2 separate regions of the Sus scrofa genome follow, and region 2 is linked to region 1. Evidence: chromatin contacts called from public promoter capture Hi-C data. All regions are on one chromosome and are shown on one strand. The core of a region is the stretch at or near the end of the contact, and the rest is flanking DNA. Distances in the headings are between cores, read along the strand shown. Region 1 holds the start of ARHGAP39 (rho GTPase-activating protein 39). Region 2 holds the start of ADCK5.

Evidence for each region. Promoter capture Hi-C pulls out the DNA fragments that hold promoters and counts their contacts.
Region 2: a contact with region 1 is called in a promoter capture Hi-C map of fetal liver, with 2.9 times the contacts expected there. The contact joins the promoter of ADCK5 here to the promoter of ARHGAP39 in region 1. A contact is called at or near these places in 2 of 5 promoter capture datasets (fetal liver and liver), 1 of 47 Hi-C or Micro-C datasets (omental adipose tissue) and 1 of 2 datasets of contacts at active chromatin or transcription factors (alveolar macrophages).

What each region holds. Positions count from the first base shown.
Region 1 is chr4:203,032-208,913 of Sscrofa11.1, reverse strand. It overlaps ARHGAP39 (rho GTPase-activating protein 39), which reads right to left and starts at 2,779. Exons shown (of 13, transcript XM_003125457.6): 1 at 2,629-2,779.
Region 2 is chr4:407,960-413,876 of Sscrofa11.1, reverse strand. It overlaps ADCK5, which reads left to right and starts at 3,295. Exons shown (of 14, transcript XR_002343661.1): 1 at 3,295-3,412.

The DNA.
Region 1 (5,882 bases), core at 1,530-4,029:
AGGCAGGTGAACACTCCAGCTCAGCTCTGCCCAGGGGTCTCCCAGGCCCAGCACTGCACCCAGGCCGCGCTCTAGACAGGACCCTGACAACACTGACCCTGAGAAGGAGTGTGTGCGACCTACCACAGATGGCCTAAGGGGTCAGGACACAGGCACGGCAAAGGCATCTTGTTGTTCTTGTTCTCCTAGTAAAATTAGGTATTTCACTATGAGAACATATTATACATTTTTTCAAAAGCAGCAAAGAACCAGGTAGAACCTTAACCAGACGCCCCGTTCACTGTGCTTCCACTGTTCAAGGACAGCCCACACGCAGGAGAGAGGCTGGGACGGACATTTCAAAACCTATCTTCAGATATTTTAAAATGTGCTCACAGAAGCTATTTCATTACCATTTGTTCTGAACATCAAACGTTCTCAACCTGAAACCCACAAATGCTAAAACACTCTACTTAGGGTGGGGGGCTTCCCTCTAGTCTCGGAGTCACACGGGTTAAGGGGATGAGATGAAGTTACCTAGGGTAAGTCTAAGAGTCTCCCCCTAAGAAAGTCAGTCTCAGATACTTTCCCTGCATCAGAGAAAGAGCACCATCTCCTTGGGAAACAAGATGAATTTTTCCACTTTGTTCTAAAGCACATCAAGTGATTCCCTCCAACAGCTCAGCAAGACTGAATGTTACAGCACTGCCAATTCCAAGTTCTCGTGCCCTCACTGTCACTTCAAGTTTGTTAATAAATTATCTCTTCTACTACAAAGATAACACTGTGAAGTCTAACAACTATGGCTTTGGTAGTTTTATTCAAATGGAGAATTACCCAAGAACTGTCTTTACATCTCATTTCTGTCAATAATAACCCTACCTACCTCCTAGGGCAGCAAGTACTGCAGGGCTCCTGACTGCTCGTTAGAAGCTTTCTTTGCCTAAAAATATTTTTAACAACAGCTCTATGGGATACTCTATCTCAGCACATAAGATTTCTTCCTCATTTACCTTTATAAAAACATGTTTCTCTGGAGCTTCCTTGTGGTCCAGTGAGTTAAGGTCAGGTTGCTGCTGCGGCAAGGCTTTGATCCCTGGCCCTGGCTGCAGGCACAGCGGAAAAAAAGACCTGTTTCTCCAAATATGACCCCAACTTGTGTAAGAAAAGGTAGCCAAAGACTTCAAGTTAAACTAAGACAAACAGCTGAAGAACCAACAACCCAGCAAGTGCACCCTGGAAACCAGATCTTGGCAGTGATAACTCCTGACTTTTCTGAACACTCACAAGGCACAAGTAATTCACTGAGTCTCAACAACCACCCCAGCCGGTGTTACTGGTGTTCCCATTTTAGAGATGAACCAAAGGCAGCGTACAAAGCCAGTAAACAGAAGAGTCACAGACTCAAAGGCAGGCAGGCAGTCTGGCTCCAGAATCCGCCCTCTTCTCCACTCTGTTCTCCAGCCTCTTGACAAGACTGCTGACTAGACAAAGTGTGGCAGAAAGGCCTGGGACCTCCGCTCCTCCCGAAGCTGGCAGCCGGCTAGCGTGTGCGCCAAGCGCCTTCTCGGAAGGTCTCCTTGCTTCTCAGTCACACCTCCTAGCAAATCTCCCTCCCCTCCCCCAGCGAGGAGAAACACACCTTGCTCATTGTGAAAGGGGAGCCGCTGACCGGGAACCACCTGCTGTTTACAGAGGCACCCAGGATGTACAGGGTTCAATTCTCCCGCAATGGCTTCAAAGACAAATCCCCTATTGTCTGCACCAGGGGCAGAACACGAAGCCTTGCAACTGTAGGTTTCTGCAAAGGTCACAGGAGGTTTGGTTAAACCTTACGACGCTGAAGAGGGTGGCGAGGCGCCGCATTTTTGCTGCTGAAGGCTGCACAGCGCCCACAGCAGCTGCTGGTGGGAGCCGCATGTAACACACCCACAGCTGCCGCGGCCTCGCAGCCAGCTGCACGTTTTAAAATAAAAGACGTCCTGACCCCCAAGATGCGCACGGCCTGCCTAGACCTCGGCCCGCATACGAACACGGCCTCCACCCACACCAATCCCGCAACCGAGGGCATTCCAGATCTCGGGGACAACCAGGGCGAGAAGGAGGGGTCGCCCCAGCCCTCCTCGCAGCGGAGGCCAGATCCACGGGGCTGGCGGCCACGGCCCGAACCAGGACACGCGCGTCCCGGCTCCCCGAGCCCCGACAAAGCCAGGCCCGGCCCCGCACCGCCCCCCGACTGCGCCCCGGAAATCTGGCCGACGCCCCCCACTCAGGCCGGGCACTCCACTCACGCCCACCCTCGGCAGGGCAGGCTCACCCCCTTCTCCGCTCTCAGGCCGGCACGCTCACCTCACCTCCGCCTTCAGCCCGCACGCTCGCCCCCACCTCCGGGCCGGCCCCCCACACCCACCTCACGCCCTGGCCCCGCGCGGCCTGGGCCTTCGCACCCATGCGCCCCCGCCGAGCCCGGCCCCCACACCCAGCCCCTGCGCCTTCGCGCCTGGCCGCGGCCCCACCCGCCGCCTCGGTCGCCGCGGACCCGTATCCTCGCGGGCCGGGTCCGGAGCCTCCGCGAGGCCGGGCGGGGGCCGCAGCGCCGGCCCCTCCGCCATCTTCCCGGCCCGCGCCGCCCACTGCCCGCGCTCTCACCCGCCGGCTGTGTGCGGGCCGCGCCACCGCAGCCTCTCATCCCGGCCCGCACGCCGCGCGCAAGCTGCTCGTGGCTCTCCCGCCGCCGCCTTCGCCGCCGCGGCACCCGCTCGGTGCGCGCTCGCCGCCGCCGCCGCCGCCGCCGCCGCCGCCGCCGGCCCAGTGAGCCGCGGCCGCGCGTCCTCCCGTCACCAGCGCAACCCCCCGCCTCCGGCCCCGCCCCCGCCCCCGCGCGCCTCGCCGCCAGGGGGCGCAGCCGCGAGCCCCGTGCGCGTGAGCCGGCGCGCGGCACGCCGGGAGCCGGAGTCCGGCCGGGGGCGCGCGCTGCATCCCGAGAGCCGGAGCTCGGCCGGGCTGGGCCCGCCCACAAGGAGGGTGTGGCGGCCTCGCGCTGTCCCGACCAGTCCAGGGGTGGCGGCGGCGGCGAAGGGAGGCCTCTGGCCGACTGACGCTGCCGCCCACCTCGGCCTCGCGGTCCGCACGCCGCCGACCTCGCCCTTCCGATCGCTCAAGAGACTTCGATCCCCTTCCGTGCTGTGCAGTTGAGCTTTCATACGTGTCGGTGTGGATTTGGTGTGATTTTACCTGCACAAACCATGTTGGACTTCCTGAACCTGAGAGTTCACTTTTCCTCGACTCTGGAAAGTTACCAGGCATTGGCTCTCCTCCATTCTCGTAGGTTCTCCCTATGCATCTGTTAGATAAACTGGACGGTCTGTAGCCTCTTTGCTCCCTCATCTTAACTCTTGGTACGTGCTCAATTCAGCTTTGCTCTTGTCCTCTTTAGCATTTTTTACTCTGCGTTTGGCCTCTTCTTCAGGCTTTTAAAATTATTACTGCCTATACAGAGTTCATTTCCAGAAGTTGTCGTATTCGACCTCCATTTCTATAGAAATGGAAGCTGGTCAGCCTGCAGCTCCTACAACAGAACGCAGAAGTCCGCAGCACACCGGCCAGGGCCTGGATCCCATCAACGCAAGAAGCTGCAAAGGCTGAAAGCCCAAGTTCAGAAGCCCTCAGCTGAGTTGCAGTTCCCGTCCTGCAGCTCACTCCTGCTCTCTTAACACCCTGCCTCCTGCGGCTCGCTGATGGAGACCCTCACCCCTCTCGCCCTTTCCTTTAGGCCTCCTTCACTCTGCGCGCGGGTGCACACACACACACACACACACACACACACCCTACCTCTGGTCTCTGCCTCACTCTGCACACACACCCTACCTCTGGTCTCTGCCTCACTCTGCGCACACACACACACACACACACACACACACCCTACCTCTGGTCTCTGCCTCACTCTGCACACACACCCTACCTCTGGTCTCTGCCTCACTCTGCACACACACACACACCCTACCTCTGGTCTCTGCCTCACTCTGCGCACACACCCTACCTCTGGTCTCTGCCTCACTCTGCACACACACACACACACACCCTACCTCTGGTCTCTGCCTCACTCTGCACACACACACACACACACACACACACCCTACCTCTGGTCTCTGCCTCACTCTGCACACACACACACACACACACCCTACCTCTGGTCTCTGCCTCACTCTGCACACACACACACACACACACACACACCCTACCTCTGGTCTCTGCCTCACTCTGCACACACACACACACACACACACACCCTACCTCTGGTCTCTGCCTCACTCTGCACATACACCCTACCTCTGGTCTCTGCCTCACTCTGCACACACACACACACACACACACACCCTACCTCTGGTCTCTGCCTCACTCTGCACACACACACACACACACACCCTACCTCTGGTCTCTGCCTCACTCTGCACACACACACACACACACACCCTACCTCTGGTCTCTGCCTCACTCTGCACACACACACACACACACACACACCCTACCTCTGGTCTCTGCCTCACTCTGCACATACACCCTACCTCTGGTCTCTGCCTCACTCTGCACACACACCCTACCTCTGGTCTCTGCCTCACTCTGCACATACACCCTACCTCTGGTCTCTGCCTCACTCTGCACACACACACATACACACACCCTACCTCTGGTCTCTGCCTCACTCTACACACACACACACACACACACCCCTCTGGTCTCTGCTCTCCATTGTACACACCTAAGAAAGGTCATTGCATGAACCCCACCCACCCTTCCTCATGGTGAATACTGCAGAAACATCACACAACTGGGCTGGCTGGCTGCACTTCAAACAAGAGCACTTTACGGTTTTTGGCGATCTTATTTTTCTCCACAGGTTAAGTCTCCCACTCTCCAAAGTGAGATTTCTTGGGCCTCTCTAGCTGATGAACCTCCCAGAGGAGACTAAAGCTCTTCTTATCATCAATCCCAAAGGCACATCCGTCCCTGCCCTGCCCCTCCCCTCCTGAATGTGTGCAGGCCGTGTTTCCCTGCTGCTGTCCCAGGCAGTGCCTCCTCTGATGAACTGGAGCCTGCTCCCTCTTGCACTCTCAGAGCTGCTCAGCTCTCTCCTACGCTGCATCGCCTGCTTGTCACTATTATTTCCACAAGCATTCAAAGACACTCTGATGTTTCTTTCCTTCTCTCTCTCTTTTTCTGGCCGTGCCCACAGCATGTCGAAGTTCCCAGGCCAGGAACTGAACCCACCCCACAGTAGCAACCCAAGCTGCTGCAGTTACAAGACCGGATCCTTAACCTGCTGAGCCACAAGGGAACTCTTCTGAAATTTCTCATCATAAAAACTTTAACTCCACTTCTTCCCACCCCACCCCCCGATCCTCATATCCGCTGGTGGCCATGCTTCACAAAAACTTGCCTGCACTTCACCATGTTGGGGGTTTTGTTTGTTTTGGTTTGTTTTTTTTTTTTTTTTTTTGTCTTTTTGTCTTTTTTGTTGTTGTTGTTGTTGCTATTTCTTGGGCCGCTCCCACGGCATATGGAGGTTCCCAGGCTAGGGGTTGAATCGGAGCTGGAGCAACCGGCCTACGCCAGAGCCACAGCAACGCGGGATCCGAGCCGCGTCTGCAACCTACACCACAGCTCACGGCAACGCCGGATCCTTAACCCACTGAGCAAGGGCAGGGACCGAACCCACAACCTCATGGTTCCTAGTCGGATTCGTTAACCACTGCGCCACGACGGGAACTCCCTGTTTTGGTTTTGATTAAAGAATAATTTACAATGTTATGTTGGTTTCAAGTGTACAGCAAAGCGATTCAGTTATGCATACATATTCTTTTTCATATTCTTTTCAGAATAGGTTATTACAAGATACTGAGTGG
Region 2 (5,917 bases), core at 2,046-4,545, 200 kb before region 1:
CCATCCCCGGCCTTGCTCAGTGGGTCGGGGATCCAGCGTTGCCGTCAGCTGTGGTGTGGGTTGCAGACGCGGCTCGGATCCTGCGTTGCCGTGGCTGTGGTGCAGGCCAGCCGCTGTAGCTCTGGTTGGACCCCTAGCCTGGCAACCTCCATATGCTGTGGGTGCAGCTCTAAAAAGCAAAAGAATTAAATAAATAAATTAAAAAGCCAGTCTCCATCTATTTTTAAATTTATTTCAGCCTTCTCTTACCTCATGTAAATTTGTGGACTTTGACTTTTTTTTGGAATTTGTAGCCCCTTTCCTGGTTCTCTCATTAGTTCAGGAGTTGAGTAAACCCTTGCCAAGCTCTACTAGTTTTCTGGGGCTGCTGGAAGAGAGCACCGCAGACCTGGACTCTTACGACTGCAGAGCTGTATCTCCTCACAGCGCTAGAGCCCCAGGGTCTGAGGTACAATGTTGGCAGGTTGGACAAGGGGCCGTGGGAGGAGCCCGCCCAGGCCTCTCAAGCCTCTGGGGGTGCCAGTCGTCCTTGGCGTCCCTTGGCTCAGGGCCACATCCATAACTCTGCCTCTGTCTTTTTTTTTTTTTTTTTTTTTTTTTTCGGCTTTTTGTCTTTAGGGCCGCATTCACGGCACATGGAGGTTCCCAGGCAAGGGGGTCTAATCGGAGCTGTTGCCACTGGCCTACACCACAGCCACAACGTAGGGTCCGACCTGCGTCTGCAACCTACACCACAGCTCATGGCACCGCCGGACCCTTAACCCACGGAGCGAGGCCAGGGATCGAACCTGCGTCTTCATGGTTCCTAGTCGGATTCGTTTCTGCTGCGCCACGACGGGAACTCCCTGCCTCTGTCTTCACGTGGACTTTTTCCATGTCTCAAATCTGCTTCTCCATTCCCGGGCAAGGACACCAGCCGTCGGGGTTCGGGCCCGCCTCACCCAGGCCGATTCACCTCGGGAGCCTTACCTGAAGCACATGCTAACACGGTCACCACACTTCGTCAGGACGTGCAGAGGCTTGAGCTCGGACACGCTGTGTCTGTGCGTCATGCTTCTTAACACACTTGCTCTCGTCGGCTATAACAGCACTTCGAAGATTCCAGGGCCTGGAACACAGGGTCCCTGCAGAATCAGGAGCTGTGCTTGGATGGCGGGGGGGCAGCGGGGGGAAGGGAGGAGCGCGCGTCTGGGGTGTGGTGGTCACTTGGGGGAGGTTTCCTTGGTGCCCTCGGGGCCCAGCCGTCCAAGTTTGAGGGACTTGACTCCATAGAGCAGCACCAGGGAGTCAAGGGGTGGGTACCCCCCATTCAGTCCAGGGGACCGTGCCCTGCCTTGTAGAGTGAGAGCTGCAGCCCCCAGCCCTGATGGGAGCCTGGGCCAGAACCAGGGTCCTTGGACGTGGGAATAGGTCAGAGTTCATTGCTTTGTTCGTTAGGGGCTGAGAAGCATATACCTCGTCTCTGGAGCGTGAACAGGAATGGCCACCGGATCCCCAGCCCAGGCCCTTGGAGTCCTAGGCCTCCAGTGGTGTCTGTACCTGAGGGCCCCGTGGTCAGCTGAGCCTCTGCCTTGCACCTTGCTTGTGGCCTTTTTCAGATGTCCTGGGGGCATGTCCATGCCAGCTGCACCTACACCATCTCCTGGGACTCTTTCATTGAGTATAATGGGGTTAGGTGGGGAGGCCAAAAGTGTGCAATTTGGAACTTTCCAGAAACCTTGGCCCTGGGAAGGGCTCCAGATTCACTTTCATCAGGCCCTGGCCTGGACACCAGGGACACAGCAGTGAAGATGAGAGGGCGCGTCTGCCCTCCTGGCAAGGCAGGCAACAAATCAGAACAGCCCCAGCTTTTGTCACATGGGGACACTGGGAGCAAGGAGACTCAGGACATTGACGCATGCTGGAGAAGCTGGGGTGACGTGTTAGATGGCCGAGGGACACCAGGAGGAGCAGGCACCCCTGTGGGAGAGGGAGGGGTCAAGGGGGGAGGGCCTGGCGCCAGAGAGGAGGAGAAGGAGCTGATAGGAAGGCCACCAGGTGGGACCAGCCTTTAAGGAGAAACTTCCTGAGTCAGTCAGCGTGAAGGTGGGTACAGCAAGTGTGGCAGAGGTGAAAATGAGGCCCAGGGAATCGGCTGCAAAACAACCAGGCCACAGGAGCACGGGGCCAGACACCCGAGGGTTGTGGGCCGCACAGAGGTTAGCGCATGGCTGGCTGGGGGATGGCCTTTTTTTGGGGGGGCCGCACCCACTGCATATGGAGGTTCCCAGGCTATGGGTCGAATCAGCTGTAGCTGCTGTCCTGTGCTACAGCCACAGCAACAAGAGATCCCAACCGTGTCTGTGACCTACACCACGGCTCACGGCAATGCCGGATCCTTAACCCACTGAGCGATGCCAGGGATCGAACTCATGTCCTCATGGTTCCTTAACCGCTGAGTCATGAGGGGAACTCCCTGGATGGGCCTTTGAAGTTCCGCAGAGTGGGTGCAGAGGCTGGGTGGAACTGCAGAAAGGGGGCCTTGGCTGCCCAAGGAGAGAAGGTGGACGAGAAGGTGCTACCTGTCAGGGGTGAGAGGGAAGTAGGTGAGAGAAGGGAGCTTAGGCAAGAGCTGGCAGAGACTCTGCGAGGAGGGTACCCATCCTGCCCTGCACTGAGGGTGGCAGGAAAGGGCGGGGACGGGCTGGCAGGCCAGTGCGGGAGGCAGCTTTGTCGTGGGCCTTGCCTGTCCTGTGCTCACCATTCACGGCCTTGTTAGTGACAACACCACAGGCCGCCTACCCGCACGCAGCAGGTGCTCATCTGAAATCGGACACTGCATGGGACAAGGAGCTATGTGAACTTGACAGTTACCACCTCATTTTGCAGCGAGGAAAGCGAGGCTTGAGCAGGTAAAGAGATTCGCCCTAATCCGTGGCTCAGAGCTGTAGCCGGACTGGCGCCCTTCCCAGCCTCCCACGGGTCCTGGAATCCAGCTCTCTCTGCACTGACGTCCTTTTGGGGTTCCTCCTGCTCCCCGCTTCCGCCCGTGCTGTGAGCTCCTAGAGAACAAGGGAGCCGACCTTCCCGAGCCTCAGCTTCCATCGAGGGTGGGAAAAGCCCCCAGCGGCAGTGACCGATGGCCTGCTCGGCCGAGGCACTGGCTGTGGCTCCAGCACCAGCACCTGCGTCCTCCGTCTGTGCACCGCCGGGTCCTGGCCCAACACTAGGCCGTCGGGGACCGCCAGGGGGCGCTGCTCAGCCGCGGACGCAGGTGCGCTCGGGGCGTGGCCTTCCGTCCGGCCCGCCCCCTGGGGGCGGCGTGCGCGTGCGCACCGCGCCCTCTCCCGCAGGGACTGCTGGGTGGCGGCGCGAGGCTGCGGCGAGAGGAGCGGCACGGAGCGGCGCGTCGGCCCCGGAGATGTGGAGACCTGTGAGCACCCCCGCGCTCCCGGTGCCCTCCCGCGGCCCCGCGAGCCGCCTGTCCCGGGCCCTCGGGCCCCTAAACCCTCCCCGCCCCCAGAGATCCTCCCCCGCCCGGCGGGAACCTCAGGGCTCTAGAAGGCGCCCTTCAGCTCCAGGTGCTCTGCCCCCCAGACCCCCTGACCAGCCCCAGCCCCCGGTGCGCAGAGGCCAGAACCACTTAGGAGGCCCCGCACTGATTGCCTCCCCAGCGCCTCCAAGGTCCCCTCTGCTCCTTCCAGGCTCTCTGCGAGGACGCTGGTCTCAGGACAGCCCTCGAAGCCCGCTTCCTCCGATCCCCCCTCCCCTCCCCAGAGACCCTTTCCCCCCCGCGGCGAAGTTGACACTTGTCCGAATCCCAGCCTGGGGGCCCTCGCCTTTCCTTTTACCTGCTCCCTTGAGAAGCCTAACCCGGTCACCAGCCCGCCCCAGATCATCCCGAGCTGACAGCTGCTCCTGCTTCCGAGGAGGGGGGGGGGGCTCCTCTCTCAGCCCTTTCCCTGCTTTGCCTGCCCCGCCCCGGGCTGCCCTCCCAACTCGCGCTTCCTTTGATCCTGACGACGCAGTTGGCAATCCAGGGTTTTTCCTTGTTGGGTGCCTTTCAAACCCGCGTTATCATCACTCACGCAGGTCTTACCCACTGCTTCCCCCAGAATCTAGCCCCATAGAGACAGAGGGGGGCTCATCAGCCTTTTCAACTTGGAACTTTCCAGAAGCCTTGTATTTTCCTAATAATCCTCGCCTTGCAGGTGTAGGTATTTATACAAATTTCCATTAACTCTTGTGGCTTTCGGTGAACAGCTCCGTGCTGTTTTATGGGCTGAGACTCAGGCAGAGAGACACCAGAGCTGGTCTGTTACAGGGTATAGAGCTGCTTCCCACGTGCAACCACTTAATCCTCCAGACAGCCCTAGGGAGTGGGCGGGCAGGTTTTGGTTGTGATTAGGAGAGGCTCCTGACCGGTGAGTGGCGTAGGGCCCAGTCGGCTTGAGCCCTCACTGGTGCTGAGAGGGGCGCAGGCCCTTGGCGAAGAAAAGGCCAGGGCCTTCATTTCATCTTCGCCACCTCTCTGGGCTCCAACTGCCGCCTCCCTCTCTTCCTGAGTATGAGAAGATTTCTGTGTTTTGGTTTCCTCTCCGGCACAGGCTGTTGACCTGCCATGGAACTGCCCAGGTTCCTGTCACCTCCTTGTGCTTCTCTGTCAGGCCTCAACTTGAGACTCAGCAGCTGCTCGTTACTGCTGGGGGCTGGCTTATCTGCAGTGACCTTTCCTCTTCCTTCTAACCCACTGTGTCTAATCTGCAGGGTGTGGAAAAACCGACAGCTCAGCTTGTGCCTAAACACGAGTGCAGGTGCTCATGATTCTGCGTTAAAGCACACACAGCGTCTTTAGCTTCGTAGTTTCTGTGTGATGCTGCGCAAGCTCTTTGCTGCTTGATGGGTTGTAGCTGAGTTCCAGGTGAGCGCTCTCTTTCTGCGCATGGGCCGGGCACTCACTAAGCCGGAGAGGCCGGGTGGAGGATGCCCGTTTCGTCTTGCCCAGACTGGGAGGCTTCGTTGGTGAGGGGTGCTGGGACAGCAGACGTTAACCTGGGCTGACCCAGGAGGCCATGCGCGTGACCCTGTGGGAAGGCGCTGGGCGCCAGAGGGTGTCCTGGGACCCCGCGCGCTCTCTCTGCCTGCTTCCTGCCACGCTCTGGCACCCAGGCTCTGGGTATGGTTTGGGTCTTATGTGATGTGGTGGAAACGCCCCTGAGTTAGTTCCAGGAAGGTCTGGCTGCAGACTTGGCCCCACATTTATAGCCACGTGACCTCATAGGCATGGGGGATGTCTCCTGCGTGACGGGGATATTTGGGGAATTACTAGGCATCCTGAATTGGAATGGGCCAGGTACTGGTGTGGGTCCCTGGGCCCCTGTGGGGCTCTGGGGTCTTCAGCCAGAGGCCTCATCCCTGGCGTCCATCTGGGGCCAGACTGGCGCTGTCTCTTGCCCGCCTGTTGCTCAGCAGCACCGTCACCGGGGTCATGTGGGTTTGGTTCGTTCTCTGCTTAGCCACTGTCTCTTTCAGTTCAGCGCGCGTCGATGGGGGCTCTGCTTTATCTGGGGGAGCACTGGGCTGGTAGAGGCACAGAGATGCCTGAGAGGTGGGCCCTGCGGGGAGAAGGACGGCACACTCACAGCCACATTCCTGTCTGATAAGGACAGCGGGCAGCATACAGAGGCGGGGGTGGGGGAAGGCCTAGGCAGAAAGCAGTCGGGAGAGGGGCCCGGCCAGGCTCTGCCAGAGGCTGTTTGTCACGGAGAGCGGAGGGCGAGCGGGGAGTCAGTTCTGGGAGTGAGGAGGTGCGGCCAGAGCTCCTGCAGAGGCTCCTCTGGTAACTCCTCAGGCCGGCCAGGCATTGCCTTGCCCCCGCTGAGCCTGTGTGCACGCTACATCAGCCACGTGTTCAGAGGCTGGATTCTGGTCTCCAGCG